Linked DNA regions of Mus musculus: all the other regions are linked to region 2. Evidence: chromatin contacts called from public ChIA-PET, Hi-C and HiChIP or PLAC-seq data. All regions are on one chromosome and are shown on one strand. The core of a region is the stretch at or near the end of the contact, and the rest is flanking DNA. Distances in the headings are between cores, read along the strand shown.

Region 1 (2,700 bases), core at 177-2,676, 570 kb after region 2:
TGTTATACTAAAACACCCTGCTTATCTATATTTGAAGAAAATTGATTTGAACATGAAACTTGCAAGGCACAAATGTCACCTGGAAAGCCCCTTCCCAATAACACACACAGATTTCATCTGCAGAGTACACATTATACCACCTGAGCCAGGAAATAAATGAATGTGTTTAATAACATGATCTATCAGACAGTAGAAAAGCCACAAGCTTATCCCAATAATAACATATAGAATCAACATAAAATTAGATGTGATTACAGTTCAGAGAGAGGAAAACAGTTCTGAAATAAAGATTTCACTTGGTTTCTCTATGTTCATAGTCCTTGTGTCTCAATTCTGAGAAAGTGAACATGAAAAGCATGGCAAAATCTGGCCACTAATTATATAATACACACTCAGTTATTCACGGGCTTTGTGATGGCTTGTTGTTTTCATGGCCAACACGAAACCTCCAGCTTAAACACATTTTGTGTTAGGCTGAAATCGAATGTAGGCTTGTTCAAGTTGCTTAACATCCTTGAACTTCTTCATCAAACTGGTAGAATTCTTAAAGAGTTTTCCGCGTATAAAAAAAAATACAGGTGGAATGTGTGGCTTGGTGTTTGATGTGCAGCACATGACAGGGAGATGGATATTATTATCATGATGGGAGAAATAACGACAACTAAGAGTCTAGAGAACTTAGTGGTGCTCTTCATTAAGTAGCTGACTGTTACCTTAGGTACTGTGGTCTCTGGGCTACAGCTTCCTCATCTTTGAACTGTCGAAGGTGGAATCATCAAGGTGAGATGTTTCTCCTTTGGGTTGTCTGAGAAAGGCTCTCAATCTGGAGCTGAGGGGTTTTGATCTGGTGATTATTTTGCTTCCACCTCCTGAATGTTGGGATTGTAAGAATGCACCACCAACCATGATTAATTCAAGTGCCTTTATAGTAATCAAATTGTCTGTCTAGATTTTGTTTCTTGTTGTTGGAATAAAACATTCTGTCTGAACAACTTAAGGGAGCAAAGGTCTATTTAGCTTAAAGTTTCAAGTCCCAGATCATCGTTTTGGGGAAGTCAAGGTGTGAACTTGAAGCTGCTCGTCACCCCCACAGTCAATAGCACAGAGAGAATGGATGCTCAGGGAACGATGTGCTTCTCTTTTAGGTTGGGTATTTTCCTATCCCTTGATACATAATTCAATCCTCAGGGTTATGCCCATAAGCCCAGGTCACTTAGACAATTCCTCACTGAGACACATCCCCAGTGACTCTAGGTTGTGTCAAGGTGACAGTTAAGAACTAACCACTGCATTCTCTTGTGTGAATGGAATCTTAGGCAAAATGCTGCTGTTTGAAAGCCATGCAAACAGAGCCGCTGAGTTGGTTAAAGTCGTAAAGTTAGAGCTTGATTACTTGTAACCACTTCCTGCGCCTGCCTGTGGCACCACAGAGCGTTAGGCAGGTGATTACAAGACACTTGAGAAGGTTTCCTGTATAATGCTGTTTGAACTGTGTATTGAGCTGGTGAGCTTTTGTTCAATGATTTATTCGCCAGTTCCAGAAAGGGACAGATGAATCTTCATAAGACTGTAACAGATGTGAACTATCAATTTTACTGGTTTAATAAATTTAATGACTGTATTAGGGTTTTGTGTTTTTGTTTTTGTGACAACTTGTGGAAGAATTTATTTTGGTTTATGGTTCCGGGGGGTTTAAGAATGGACCATGGTAGGAAGGTTTATCAGTAAGAGGCAGACATGTCAGTCAGCAGAAGCAGGAAGCTGAGAAATCCTATCTTTAAGCCCAAACATGAACTAGAGAGAACAGGCTGTAAGTGGCTCTGAGCTCTCAAACCTTACCCTCAGTGATATCCTTCATTCAGAAGGACTCCCCCTAAAGAGGGTTATATAGCCTTCCCCAACACTGATACCAGCTGCAAACTAAGTATTCAAATACTTGAGTCTATGGGAGACATTCTTAAATTCATACCACTCTGGTAACTCAATCAATTGTTCAGCACTCATAGTATCAAAGACTAAATCAATGTCCCATAATTGTTGTGTATATAGAGAAATTTTTAGTTATACCCTATACAATTATATAATTATCATAACTAGAAATATTTGAATATATATGTCTATATATATATATGTATATATATGGATGACCTGCCATTTCCTTTTCATGTGGATGATGTCATCAAATTCATATCCACCAAAAAAAGAACTCTCAGATAATCTTGTTGATAATTACTACTTTTGGGGGGAGATCCTTAATTCTTAATTGGGTTTAAAATAGTAATGTATACTGTGGGTTCTGATGTCAGTTTATCTTCAAATATCCCTTTGAGGGTGGTGCCTTTATTCTCATTTAATAGGTTTGGAAAATGTAGCTCATATTTGAGAAAGCTACTTGGAGTCACATGGTGTTTAAATATCGAAGCCCAGGTTTCCTGATTGCACTCCAGGGCGCTTTCCACGAGTGACAGGGGCAAGAGGACAATGTGCAGCCTTATCTTTTTCGAATGTGCTCTTCCTGATTTGCTGAGAGTTTTAAGCAGTTCAGAGAACTGCTCTGAACCATGCAATGACATACAGTCAATAAGCATTCAGGGCACTCTGAATTGTTCAGAGGCATAAATGGGTAAATACTCTTCACATTTTAAATGATAGTGAAAACATTTGCATTCTGATATTAATATTTATTGATTTTTTTTGAGG
Region 2 (2,881 bases), core at 259-2,758:
GATGGTTCAATGGACTAGTTGAGCATGATAGTTGGGATGAGTGACGGCATCCATAAGCATACAGGCTCCTGTGTGTTCCGAGCTGAGAGTACAGAGAAGCTGTGCGGTGTAACACAGGCGAGCCTAGCCTGAAGCACCTTGGGATTGTTACACAATTGAGGCTGAATTTATTTTTGATCATTGCACATCCAGGAGTCTTCTGCTATTGTCACTGTCTTTAGAACGGTCACCTTCAGCTAAGCGACCCTGTAGTGGGGTGACGACTTACAGTCAGACGAAGCTGGGCTCTGTAACATCTTTAAATATGCACACAGTATTAATACACCAGTGCAAATGCCTTATGAAAATAGAACATATTTACATATTTTACATTGCTAACCCCACTACTGTGGTGGCATGGGAAGCTGGGTAGCCAACTGATTTTTAATGTAAGATATTAGAAATACTGGCTTTCATATTCATATATATGTATGTATGTATATATATATGTATGTATGTATATACACACACACACATATAGTATGTGTGTATATATATCGTATGTGTATATATATACACGATAATATCGTAACTATACTACCTATACATGTGCATATATATATATATATATATATATAAACTAATTTGAATTGCTACTCCATTGACTAAGTACTTACGATGAATTGTATGACATACATCTCCAGACCCGCCCCCCTGCCAGCCCTGAAGGATATACCTCACTCATTTTCTTTTCTTTCAAGAAACCAATTTTGCTATCTTCAAGCAACCACTTCTTTTGTTGAAGCAAAACAGAACAAACAAACAAACAAAAAATCAACATTAAGATTTTCCTAAGCATTTAGAAACATGTCGAGCAGCCTGGGACATTCTGGAACCCTGTCAGAGCCCTGGTCTGTGAGCTAAGGAAACAATTTTGTTTGATAGAGTTACTATCTTCTGCAAAGGCTGAGTGTATATTATGTCGCATAGTCAGAGCACTGGGGGACACCCCCAGAGGGAGCTTGTGATGAGTAAATAACTTAGTAAGGCAAAGAATGGACACTGTAAAACCATTCCTTAATTCAAGGCCACGTGTTACTTTGGGATTTAAGGAAATATATTGGCATCTTCTATGTGATAAGATGCTTCAAGCATTTATCCTTAAAAAGGACTAAAACCCATTTTTTTTTCTCTCCTGTTTGTATCATTTCCTCCTCCTCCTCCTTACCCCTTCCCCCCCCCCCCAGTCCACTTTTCTCTCTCCCTCCCTCTTTCCCTCTCCCTCCCACTCCTATTCCCTCTGCTTCTTCCCCATCTCCTCTCCTCCCCTTCTATCTCTCCATTCTCCCTTCCTTCCCCTCCCCCTTCTTTCCCTGTGGTCATTGAGACGAAGTTCTTTTAACTAACATCCCATTTCCGCCAGCAGAGGGCACTGTTTGCGCGTTTAAGTAGATGTCTCCGCTTTGTTTTTCCAATGTGAACAGTATCTGAGTCACAGGCAGGCACGCTATTCGGCTGGAAAGATACTGGGGAGAAGGCCTGCCTGAGTGGTAGTGTTTCAACATCATTTTGCCGAACATTTCCTTTGTTCTCGGCTGCTTGGAGGGATGTTCATTGCAAATGCCCTTCTAGTTCCCGGTGGAAAATGTATGTTTTGAATGTGTGTTTTGAAGGCAATGGCATTGGGTCACTCAACGTCTAAATATCACAAGTGCTTCAAACCACTTTAGGTGTCAAATTCTGAATCAAGGTATCAGCCCCAGAGTAGATCGTCTTGCTCCGGGAGCATCATAAATAATTTCTGTAGCAGCATATGACATCATAAAGCAATCAGGCATTCCCTGTACACCATAATCGATGGACTTAGATGTCTTCGGATGGAAGGGTATGGTGAAAGACACTTTTCCTCTCACTGGACTTGAGCACTTTAGAATTAGTCAGTGGCTGCCTATCAAAAACGAAGTGAGTCACGTTCAACTTCCAATATATTGTGGAATATTTTCTCAAGAGTTTCATACACATCATTTATATAATATTGGATTATATATTTTGTGGTGAAGTAAGTACTTTTACATTTTTACGGCAATTATTTAAAAAAAATTAATCAAAGTGTAGATGAGAATGGCATACTTTAACAATGAAAGTCACGGTTAGTCAGATACCTACTTGACTTTCCCAGTCCTCAGTATCTCTCTCAGCTCAGGTATAACTTTTCATTTTGGAACCTGTATTTTAGTCCACCCCCCCACCCACCATCTCTGAAACAATCAGCTTGTCTTGCTATTCTCTAAGCTACTACTTTTAGATGTTAGCTGCTGTTTGACTGTAGCAGGAGTATGTTGCCCAGGGTTGTGTGTGTGTTTGTTAAAGCTCGGTCGCCAGTGTGGTGATGCTGGAGACAGGCACCTTTAAGAGAAGGTGGGGTAATTAGACCAAGGTAATTATTTCACACGGAAGGGATCAAAGCCATGTGTATGGGAACCCGCTGACTTCCTCTTAGAGTGGGTTGTTATAAAACATAACGCTCACCTTTCTCATGATCTGGCTTCCTGCCTCTGCCATGTGTTGTCTCTTTCCTTGCACTGGCTCCCCCACGGCACCATCTGCCACAGGGTAGCACACATAGGGGACTGTCACCAAGGGCCAAACACTCTAGGTTTACCCAGGGTTGAATTGTCAGACTCAAAAATTGTAAGCTAAACAGATCTCTCATCATTCCACAACCCAAGGTGGTTTGTTAGAGCCAAGCAAAGCGGGATTGTCTAATACTGTGAATTGTCCTTTTGGAATGTACCGATAGATAAGACTCTCACCTCTCTGTCCCTCTGCTCACCTTATTTCTGTCACATCTCTGTTGGTTACCTGTTCAGCTGTAGGAAGAGCACTTAGACCTTCCATGGTG
Region 3 (2,790 bases), core at 69-2,568, 880 kb after region 2:
CTAGGAACAAGGGCCACTGAACACGACAACACTTGTTCTTTGCTTTTATTGATCTTGCAACTGAAAAAACACAGCCAAGCAATAAGTACACAATGAGTGTTTGTTAGTACAATGGAAAATAACCGTTGGCTGGCTTATAGCCAATGATGAAGATTTAGGTAGCTATCTAAAGGTGGAGAAGTCGCTAAGAAAAGGTTAAAGAAAATATAATCTGAGAAGGGAGAAGAACTTTTTAAAATAGTTACATATTGTGAGTAGAAGTCAGAATTTTAAAAGAATTATAAAATATATATGCATGTGATGATGGGATGTGGGTACTGGGCAATAAGAATAATGGGAAGTAAGTTCACATAAGTAGTTATGGACCAGATTAAATGAATGATAGGTCAGTATACCACAATTAAACATTACTGTGAATGATTTAAGAAAAGACCCTAAAAGAAAGGGAGTGAAATTATCTAGCTTACTTTTTGAGTTGGCCAACAATCCTTGCTTCCAGTAAAATAGAGAATATAGATGAAAAATGCAGATCATTTAAAAAGTAGTTATAAGACCACCACAGTATTGTAGATGAGTCTGAGAGTAGATTGGACTGAAGACCTTAGAGTAAAATGGAGACAGATGAACAAATATGTTGTAGACTTGGGATGATGCCTTTGCCAAAACATTTTTATGTAGACATTTGAGAGTCTAGAAGAGACAAGGGTGATTATAGCATTCAATGGTTATCAGAGAAAGTCTACAATAATGTGTCTATTCCCTCAAAAGAGGGCATTCACGGGTCAAAGCAAAGGCTAACCAAGTTCAGGTTGGAGACCTAGTGAGTTTATTAGACTGATTCAGAGGACCACAAGTTAGGACCATATGTAGGAGCATGAGTGACTTAAAGGCAATTGCTTCAATTTGAAGTCCCACTATCACCATGAGTGATAAAATATAAAATCTGAAGAAATACCAATGAGTTCCATTTCCGGTCAATATTTTCACCTCCTCCAAATTCTACTGCCCCTCCTAAACTGCATGCAGCTGTGGCAGGAGGGAGGAGAGGCTGGCATGCCAAGTTAGGATCCAGTAATTCTCTATGATTATTCTGTAGGTGAACAGTAACACATCATTGCTAGACCTAGCTATCACTGTATCAGTCTGCCTCTTTGCTTGTCACGACTTCCCACTAAGACAGACTATAGGTTACCATAGCAACTCTGCTTCATGATGGTTAATGGTCGTGACATGTCCAAAGTAAATAGTTTCACTCTTACAATGGATGTCAATAGGAAGTTCAGCTGCAATGGTTTCTCATTTCATGCACTTTGGTTACTGAGAATCCTAGGAATTTCTTTCTGTGGACCTGGTGAGGTGTATGAATCAGGGTATTGGATCCCCTGTGGTTTGTGTGGACATTTTACTTCCTATTCATTCGTTCTAGCCTCCCCTGGCTTTACTCTTCCCAAGTCAGCTCAGCTCTCCCTCATGTCTCCTTTCCTATGGATCTAAGACATCTTCTGAGTCTTCGAAGAGCTGACTACCTTGCTGGTTCATTATGCATTCACTTGCACTCTGCTTGTTTTTCCCCCCACGACTAGATGTGAGCATTCTAATACAGAAATACCTTTGATTGTATTCTTTTTTGCTGTCTTTTGTGCAATTTCCTCCATCTGTCTTGAAGGTGCCTTTTGTTGTTGTTTTTTGTTTGTTTGTTTTTGTAATAGAAAATAGTTTTTCCTTATACACTGTATTCTGATTATGGTTTCCTATCTACCAAATCCTCCCTATTTGTAATGTATTGTTAGTTACACAGAGGGAGTAGCCATGAGGTACTCCATGAGACTAACAGGGATATATGGCAATACACATTTCAAAATCCCTGGGGCTTGAGGTATAGCCTGGTGGTAGAGCACTTACTTAGACTTAGATATCAGCTTTCACTGTTGAGAGAAATGCATCGTGTTCCTTGACTTCTATGGTTCTGTTCCCCCTTAGCTCAAGTAGAGAAGTTAGAATGAATAAACTTTAAGTTCCTTTTAGATTAATAACAATGATCAGTTAGTTATAGGTTCTGGACAGACGCTAATAGTTCTCTGACCAATATCTCTCAGAAGTTGAGGAGAAAATGTCCGGTGGAATCATTCTTAACTTACAGTCATCACTTAGATTCCAAGATACAAAAAGAGGATCATCAAAAATGCCAAGATTCTATTTGAACTAGATGCCTTCTAGAAAAGAAGTCTTTCTAGAAGGTCCCTGTGTGTGCTGAGAACTAGGACAGTCTGAAAGCAATGGTATCTTCTGGGAATTAGAGTTATTAATAATGCTGGCTTCCTCTGAATAATAAAGGCATTAGCTGAGAAGGAACTCTGGGAGAGAAAAGAAGGATGAGTGAACAAAGGAGGATAAAAATACCATAGACAATGCAAGCAGTCCCCTTACTCACAATGGAAATATGACACACATTGGGACATCCCAGAAGTAAGTGTGGAGGCACACATGGTAAATGGAATATATAACTATGAGCAAACACCCTCCACACTTTGAAATCTGTGAGTTCAGACAGTACCCTTGAAAACAATGTTATATAACTGGAGATGATGGGACTGTATTAATTTCAAATATCTGCTGGCCTCTTTCAGTGTATCAGGCCCCAATTGAAGTATTAAGATACGGTTTTTGAACTCCTAGAACTAACATTAGACAGGATCAGGAAATGGGTAAGATAATAGATGTTATAGAAAAAAATAGAACAAAAATTATAGAAGATTAAAGAGTTAGAAAAATAATAGCCACATTATTTTT
Region 4 (2,742 bases), core at 27-2,526, 610 kb after region 2:
AACCTTGTGAGAGACTGTGAACCCAACCATGATGCTCCCGGTTGCCTGGCCCCTAAGAAAGTCCATGAGATAATTAACATTTGTTGATGTTCAGCAATGGGTAGCTCTTGTAATAACATTCATGGCAATAAGAGGTCAAGGTATTCATTAGAAAATGGCCAGGGTGCCTTGCACAGAGCCAGTATGAAATCTGGGAAAACTGAAGCTGGATTTCCTGGGGAAAGAGGATTTATCTGAGATGAATGGCCTGAGCCAGACAGAACTGACCGTGCGCGTGTGTATGTATGTGCACATCTCTCTCTATGTCCACAAGAAGAGTGCTACAGATAAAAAAGAAAGGGAAAGTCAACTTTGAGATTGTAACTTGTACCAGTCTTTTTCTTTTCAAGTGTGTTGTGATTCTATAGATCATTTTATTCGTGAAGAAATGCTTAAAATACAAAGAAATGCCCCTCTCGGGATCCACAGAGAGGACAGGGTGGAGCTGGGACAGGAACTCGAGCTGGCCTGAGTTCCATAGTTATTATTATTCTGGTGTTAACTACATGCGTATGTATGTCTGTGTGTAGGTATGTGCACGTGAGTGCAGGCTCCCCTGAGACTCCCAGAAAGCATCAAACCAGTGGGCACTAGTGACCTTCATAACCGTGGTGCGGGGAACCCAGCTCCTGTGCTCTGCATGAACAGTAAGCCCTGGGAATCACCAAGCCATTCTCTAGCCCCCATACTTCCTCTACTGCTGCACTTGTAGGTCAAGGAAGGAACACTTGAGAGGATGTGATCAGACATCAGATAAATAAAACTGCTTGAGGGAGAAGCCATTTTGCTTTGTGAAAAACAGTGGAAATGAGTTTGGGAAAGTCTTGGTTTTTCACATATAAATTCTAAGAAAGCAAATTTTCTATTGGGTATTTTCAGTTCATATATATATATATATATATACATATATATACACACATATATATATATACATATATATAAGTTCTTATATGTATATATATACACACACATGTACACATATTTATTTGTGTGTATATAGAGAGTATATGTGCATGTATATATATAATTTCTAATGAACATGTAAGGGAGATGATACTTCTGATCATTCTACAGAAGAAAGATAGAAGGCAAATAAGGTGTCCTGTGCTCATGACACAGAGCCAAGGTTGAATTTCAGGCAAGCCTAATTCTGAAGCCGAGCTCGCTCTGTACACCTGTGGTCCTGTCATGTGGCTTGTGCTGGTCTCCCTGGAAATCAGGCACAGTCAATCAGCTGCCCCTCGTCTCCTTATGTAATAACCTGGAGAGTAGGGAGAGCCATCTGTTTCAAGAGAAGCATATTTGAGTCCATAAGGCAATGGGTTGGCAGAGAACAGAAGGATTATGACATTGCCATTTGGTATCCCTGACTTAGTCTGCATTTGTAAAATAGAAGTACGTGGTCAAACATGTTGATTTCAGAAGGCTACCATTATCACCATCCAGAGGAAAGCACAGGCCGCGGTACATCATATGGAGAATAAGGGATATATTTTAGGAGGATGACTTCAGCCATGAGGTTTTTGAGCTTTTACTTCCTGAAACCTTTGCTTCCAAAATGACTCATGGGGTAAGAATATTTTGATATTGAGACACACGAAGCAGAAAAACAAGCACAGGGGAGAAAGTTGGATTGGTATTAAGAACACAAGATCACACAATGATTGAAACATTTAGAACCAGAGCAGTGGTTTCAAAGGAAGACTGTAAATATATTGAAAATTCAGAGAGCTTTCAGGATGTTTACATACCCAAATTCAACCCCTGGCAGGCTCCAAGAACGAGACCCAGGTCTCCAAGAAGTTGCTCTGGGGACCAGCCTCCGTTTAGAGTCACTGTCTGAGAATTTGAAAGCTTATCACGGGAGGTTTATTGTTAGCTGTTGTTTTAAGTTTATTTTTGTGGTCTTAAAGACTAAAATCACGGTTTTCTTTAATTGCCTTCTCAGTGTTGAAAGCTGTCTAAGTATTCAGTATCTTTTCTTGTCAATAGCCACTCTTTGAAATCCTGTCCTTGATAAAACACTGGCTACTATGAAAATAGGAAGGTGGATGTCCATTGTCTATCTTAATATAGTTACATTTAATCAGAAAGAAAAAATGAGATTAAAAGTGGCAAGAAATAGGTCAGCCATTTAATAAACTAATAGTTTTGTTTTGTTTCGTTTTTTAAAGGAACTCCAATTAATTCTTTGGCATGTTCCCAGAACCCCTAAAACACGTGCTGAGCATGTTATATACTCAGAGTACCTAAACAGAACTCACCTGTAGTCTTCTTGGGATTTTCTATGTCATCGCTGACTTAGTAATAGCTCCAGTTCTTATGTTAGAGAAGGGAATTCTTGTCCATTTTCAAATGGATGAAAACTATTGAGAGAGATTTGGGTCCTACATTTTCTCCTGTTATGTAGGTTAGCAAGGAAGTGGCATCGGAGAACAGACCGTAATCTTTTTTTTTTTTAATTAGGTATTTTCCTCGTTTACATTTTCAATGCTATCCCAAAAGTCCCCCATACCCACCCCCCCAATCCCCTACCCACCCACTCCCCCTTTTTGGCCCTGGGGTTCCCCTGTACTGGGGCATATAAAGTTTACAAGTCCAATGGGCCTCTCTTTGCAGTGATGGCCGACTAGGCCATCTTTTGATACATATGCAGCTAAAGACAAGAGCTCAGGGGTACTGGTTAGTTCATATTGTTGTTCC
Region 5 (2,700 bases), core at 28-2,527, 1.0 Mb after region 2:
GACTGATTCTCAAATACGTAAAATATTTTTCAGCTCTTCGCTACTACATATTTTTCAGCTCTTCGCTACTACTACTACGGTGGGATGTATCAAGAAAACAAACCCAATTGAAAAGCTTATGACACTGAAGCCTTAAAAATATTTATTTAATAAGAGGAGTTCATTCAACTCCCAGTTTTCTTAGCATTGCCTATATCCAGAGAGACAAAAGGAGAGAAAAGAAACCAGATGGGGCCAGGGGAGGCTGGCTTCCTACTCCTGATTGGCAGCTCACTCAGCTCCAAGGCTGGCCTGCTCCCTTTGGAGTCTCATCCAAACCATTTCAATGAATATTTCAGTGAGAAAAAGTGGACCACAGTCATTGGGAGCCATTCAGTTATCAAATAATATTTAAAACTCTGCAACCAAATGTCTGTTAAAACACAAGACGGCAAAAGTATCTAAGCACCTTGGAGACGTCATTATTGATAGACACCCAAACACTTTAGTTTTCAATTATGTAAATCTTTTGGTGCGAGGCCCAGACTTTACATCAAGTAAACATCTAGATCCCCAGAGCAATGCTTGGGCAGCTTAGCTTTCCCACGCCATTACTTTTGAACAGAAGATAATGAAAGCCATTGTTGGCTGAGATGGGTCATGCCTGGTTTTGCTTTGTTCTACTAAAAGGGTACTGAAATGGGACTGGAGGCTTAATTTTATTTATTCATAAAGCTGCCTATGCCAAATTATATTTTAAATATAATTTAAATATTAATGCGAGATATTTTTAAGCGCACACTGCCATTATCTCTTCTAGAACGGACACTGCTGATGAAATAGCCCTAAATTTGTTTGTTGAGTCTTCAGAGAGCTACTTAGCATCGTTCAACCAGTTTTTCTAGTGATCCCCATTAGAGAGATATTTCAAGCTCTGCCAAAGGTACCTCCTCCTCATGCTGTAAGGAGTCCACATTTGGCTTTTATTTTCTGGGACAGCCTTTTGAAAGGGCTTAAGGCATTTGCTTTCATTTTAATTCCTAAAGCCTTTAACATAACATTCTGGAGTGGCAGAAGAAGACTTTCTACTGCAGCAGCAACCTTCCTGGAATCAGCCGGGTACTGCTGCTTGGCACATATTAAAGCAGTAGATTTACACTGAGTGGTTCATGGCTGTGTCACCTATCAATGTGTTTTTGATATAAGAAGAGAAAGCAATTGTTTGAAAATCTGTAAGGACAGATTTTGTTGTGATAAATACAGCTTTGAGCAGTACCTGGAGCGAAGCCAACTGCTTATAGAAAAACAAGCTTATGCCTTCAAAGCTTATTCCAAACAGAGGTAATAGCGTCTTTCCACTCCCTGCCAATCTTCTGCACCATTTCCTATTTTAATTCAGTAGTGTAGAATTTAACTGCATTTAGGTTTTTGAGACTGATTTTTCTGTGTATGTGTGAATGGCTACGTCTACGCATGTGCACTCCGTACACACCTGGAGGCCAGACAAGGACACTGAATTCCATAGAACAAGAGCTACCAACAATTGTCTGTCACCTTATGGGTGCTCAGAACCAAACCTGGGATGGTGAAAGCAGCAAGTGTTGCTACCTGCTAAGTCTTCCCTCCAAACTTTTATCTACATTTCTATTGTAAATACAGAATAAAATTGTGGATGCAAATAAGTACATATACTATTATAATGCATTTTTATTCAGGTCTGTTTGGATTTACAGAGGTAAAATGCAATGAATCTGAGTAGCCACTAATTTAGATATAAATATATTTTGCGTTTCTACATGCGTGAAACAAGAGAAAACATACCATGATTAAGTGAACCTCAATCATTCAAGTATATGAAATTGTTTATTATGCTTCCCCCTGCATGCTTTGCTGAAATACACTACATTCATCATATCAGAATGCAAAATTTGTCTAGAAAAGGTGTAATTTAGCTCAACTTTACCTCATAAATGGGTCCCTATCTGTTATTTGTTCTAAGGCTATACATCAAGATGATTGTAGTATTTATAATGCAAAGTGCGGGCACAGATTATAAACTGCGGGCCCTTCAGACAGAGCAGTAACAAAGAGAGCATGAACAAAGAGAGTTCATACTTTAAATGTGGGCATTACTCACCATGGTGTTAGGGGTCAATCTCAGCCTCTGAGACCTTCAGCTTCCTGATGTTAAAACAACAGCCACAATAAAAACAAAACAAAGCAAAATCAGTAAGGGTTAAAGGCTCTGATGTATGTAGATATTGATCTCAAAACAGACTCTCAGAGGAGATTATTGTAGAGAGAGTCTGACCAGCATATCAGCTCCAAGTGCCTTGAGGATTACAAATACACATGTCAAATTGTTGCGAGATAAAGGAGAAAGTGTAACCAACATAGCTTCTGCAACATCTTTTGCTCCAGAAAACCCCAGGCAGGTGAAACCTTTCAAACACTGTCTCATTGGCAAAGGACTGTCATCTAATGTCATCTAATGTCACATAGATGTGAACATACCCTGAAGGACACAGATTCCTGTCAGATGCCAACTGCCCAAGAAAAAAGTCTTGATGACTCTGATACTGAAACTCTCTCTTAAGAACATGACCCTCCTGTAACAGCATAAGTTATTTTTGATAAAATACATAGGACTGGAAAAACATATCCACATATACACGTGTACACGTACATACATATATTGAACAGATGTATAATGCAATGTGA

Evidence for each region. HiChIP or PLAC-seq counts read pairs in DNA pulled down with a chosen protein or histone mark. A called contact is a pair of places that touch in the nucleus more often than the background predicts. ChIA-PET counts read pairs in DNA pulled down with a chosen protein or histone mark.
Region 1: an RNA polymerase II ChIA-PET map of memory CD8 T cells shows a contact between it and region 2, with 70 read pairs. The contact joins two enhancer-like sites. A contact is called at or near these places in 1 of 15 datasets of contacts at CTCF or cohesin (the NIH/3T3 cell line), 5 of 484 Hi-C or Micro-C datasets (CD4 T cells, CD8 T cells and extraembryonic endoderm stem cells) and 3 of 115 datasets of contacts at active chromatin or transcription factors (differentiating embryonic stem cells, large pre-B cells and memory CD8 T cells).
Region 3: a contact with region 2 is called in an H3K27ac HiChIP or PLAC-seq map of the NIH/3T3 cell line, with 6 times the contacts expected there. The contact joins two enhancer-like sites. A contact is called at or near these places in 1 of 15 datasets of contacts at CTCF or cohesin (the NIH/3T3 cell line), 2 of 484 Hi-C or Micro-C datasets (bone marrow-derived macrophages and embryonic fibroblasts) and 2 of 115 datasets of contacts at active chromatin or transcription factors (the NIH/3T3 cell line and T-cell acute lymphoblastic leukemia).
Region 4: a contact with region 2 is called in an SMC1A HiChIP or PLAC-seq map of the NIH/3T3 cell line, with 6 times the contacts expected there. The contact joins two enhancer-like sites. A contact is called at or near these places in 1 of 39 promoter capture datasets (embryonic stem cells), 2 of 15 datasets of contacts at CTCF or cohesin (the NIH/3T3 cell line and pro-B cells), 13 of 484 Hi-C or Micro-C datasets (3T3-L1-derived adipocytes, CD4 T cells, bone marrow-derived macrophages and 7 more) and 3 of 115 datasets of contacts at active chromatin or transcription factors (differentiating embryonic stem cells, large pre-B cells and memory CD8 T cells).
Region 5: a Hi-C map of epidermal suprabasal cells shows a contact between it and region 2, with 2.7 times the contacts expected there. The contact joins two enhancer-like sites. A contact is called at or near these places in 1 of 15 datasets of contacts at CTCF or cohesin (pro-B cells), 2 of 484 Hi-C or Micro-C datasets (epidermal suprabasal cells and uterus) and 1 of 115 datasets of contacts at active chromatin or transcription factors (large pre-B cells).

The regions. Positions count from the first base shown.
Region 1 is chr10:96,785,990-96,788,689 of GRCm38.p6, forward strand. No RefSeq gene overlaps it. Among named protein-coding and RNA genes, the nearest start is that of Gm33897, 72 kb to the left of the region's middle. Within about 2 kb of position 1,427, at least 51 of the 459 cell types and tissues checked have an H3K27ac peak or open chromatin away from gene starts, as enhancers often do. A contact at or near this core is called in CD8 T cells and memory CD8 T cells, where this site is marked.
Region 2 is chr10:96,212,648-96,215,528 of GRCm38.p6, forward strand. No RefSeq gene overlaps it. Among named protein-coding and RNA genes, the nearest start is that of 4930459C07Rik, 12 kb to the right of the region's middle. Within about 2 kb of position 1,509, at least 167 of the 459 cell types and tissues checked have an H3K27ac peak or open chromatin away from gene starts, as enhancers often do. A contact at or near this core is called in CD8 T cells, the NIH/3T3 cell line, bone marrow-derived macrophages and 5 more, where this site is marked.
Region 3 is chr10:97,092,778-97,095,567 of GRCm38.p6, forward strand. No RefSeq gene overlaps it. Among named protein-coding and RNA genes, the nearest start is that of 4930556N09Rik, 58 kb to the left of the region's middle. Within about 2 kb of position 1,319, at least 14 of the 459 cell types and tissues checked have an H3K27ac peak or open chromatin away from gene starts, as enhancers often do. A contact at or near this core is called in the NIH/3T3 cell line and embryonic fibroblasts, where this site is marked.
Region 4 is chr10:96,827,500-96,830,241 of GRCm38.p6, forward strand. No RefSeq gene overlaps it. Among named protein-coding and RNA genes, the nearest start is that of Gm46240, 72 kb to the right of the region's middle. Within about 2 kb of position 1,277, at least 42 of the 459 cell types and tissues checked have an H3K27ac peak or open chromatin away from gene starts, as enhancers often do. A contact at or near this core is called in the NIH/3T3 cell line, bone marrow-derived macrophages, cerebellar granule neurons and 1 more, where this site is marked.
Region 5 is chr10:97,211,029-97,213,728 of GRCm38.p6, forward strand. It overlaps Gm34044 (a long non-coding RNA gene), which reads right to left. Exons shown (of 4, transcript XR_380716.2): 3 at 2,117-2,160. Among named protein-coding and RNA genes, the nearest start is that of Gm34044, 23 kb to the right of the region's middle. Within about 2 kb of position 1,278, at least 12 of the 459 cell types and tissues checked have an H3K27ac peak or open chromatin away from gene starts, as enhancers often do. A contact at or near this core is called in epidermal suprabasal cells, where this site is marked.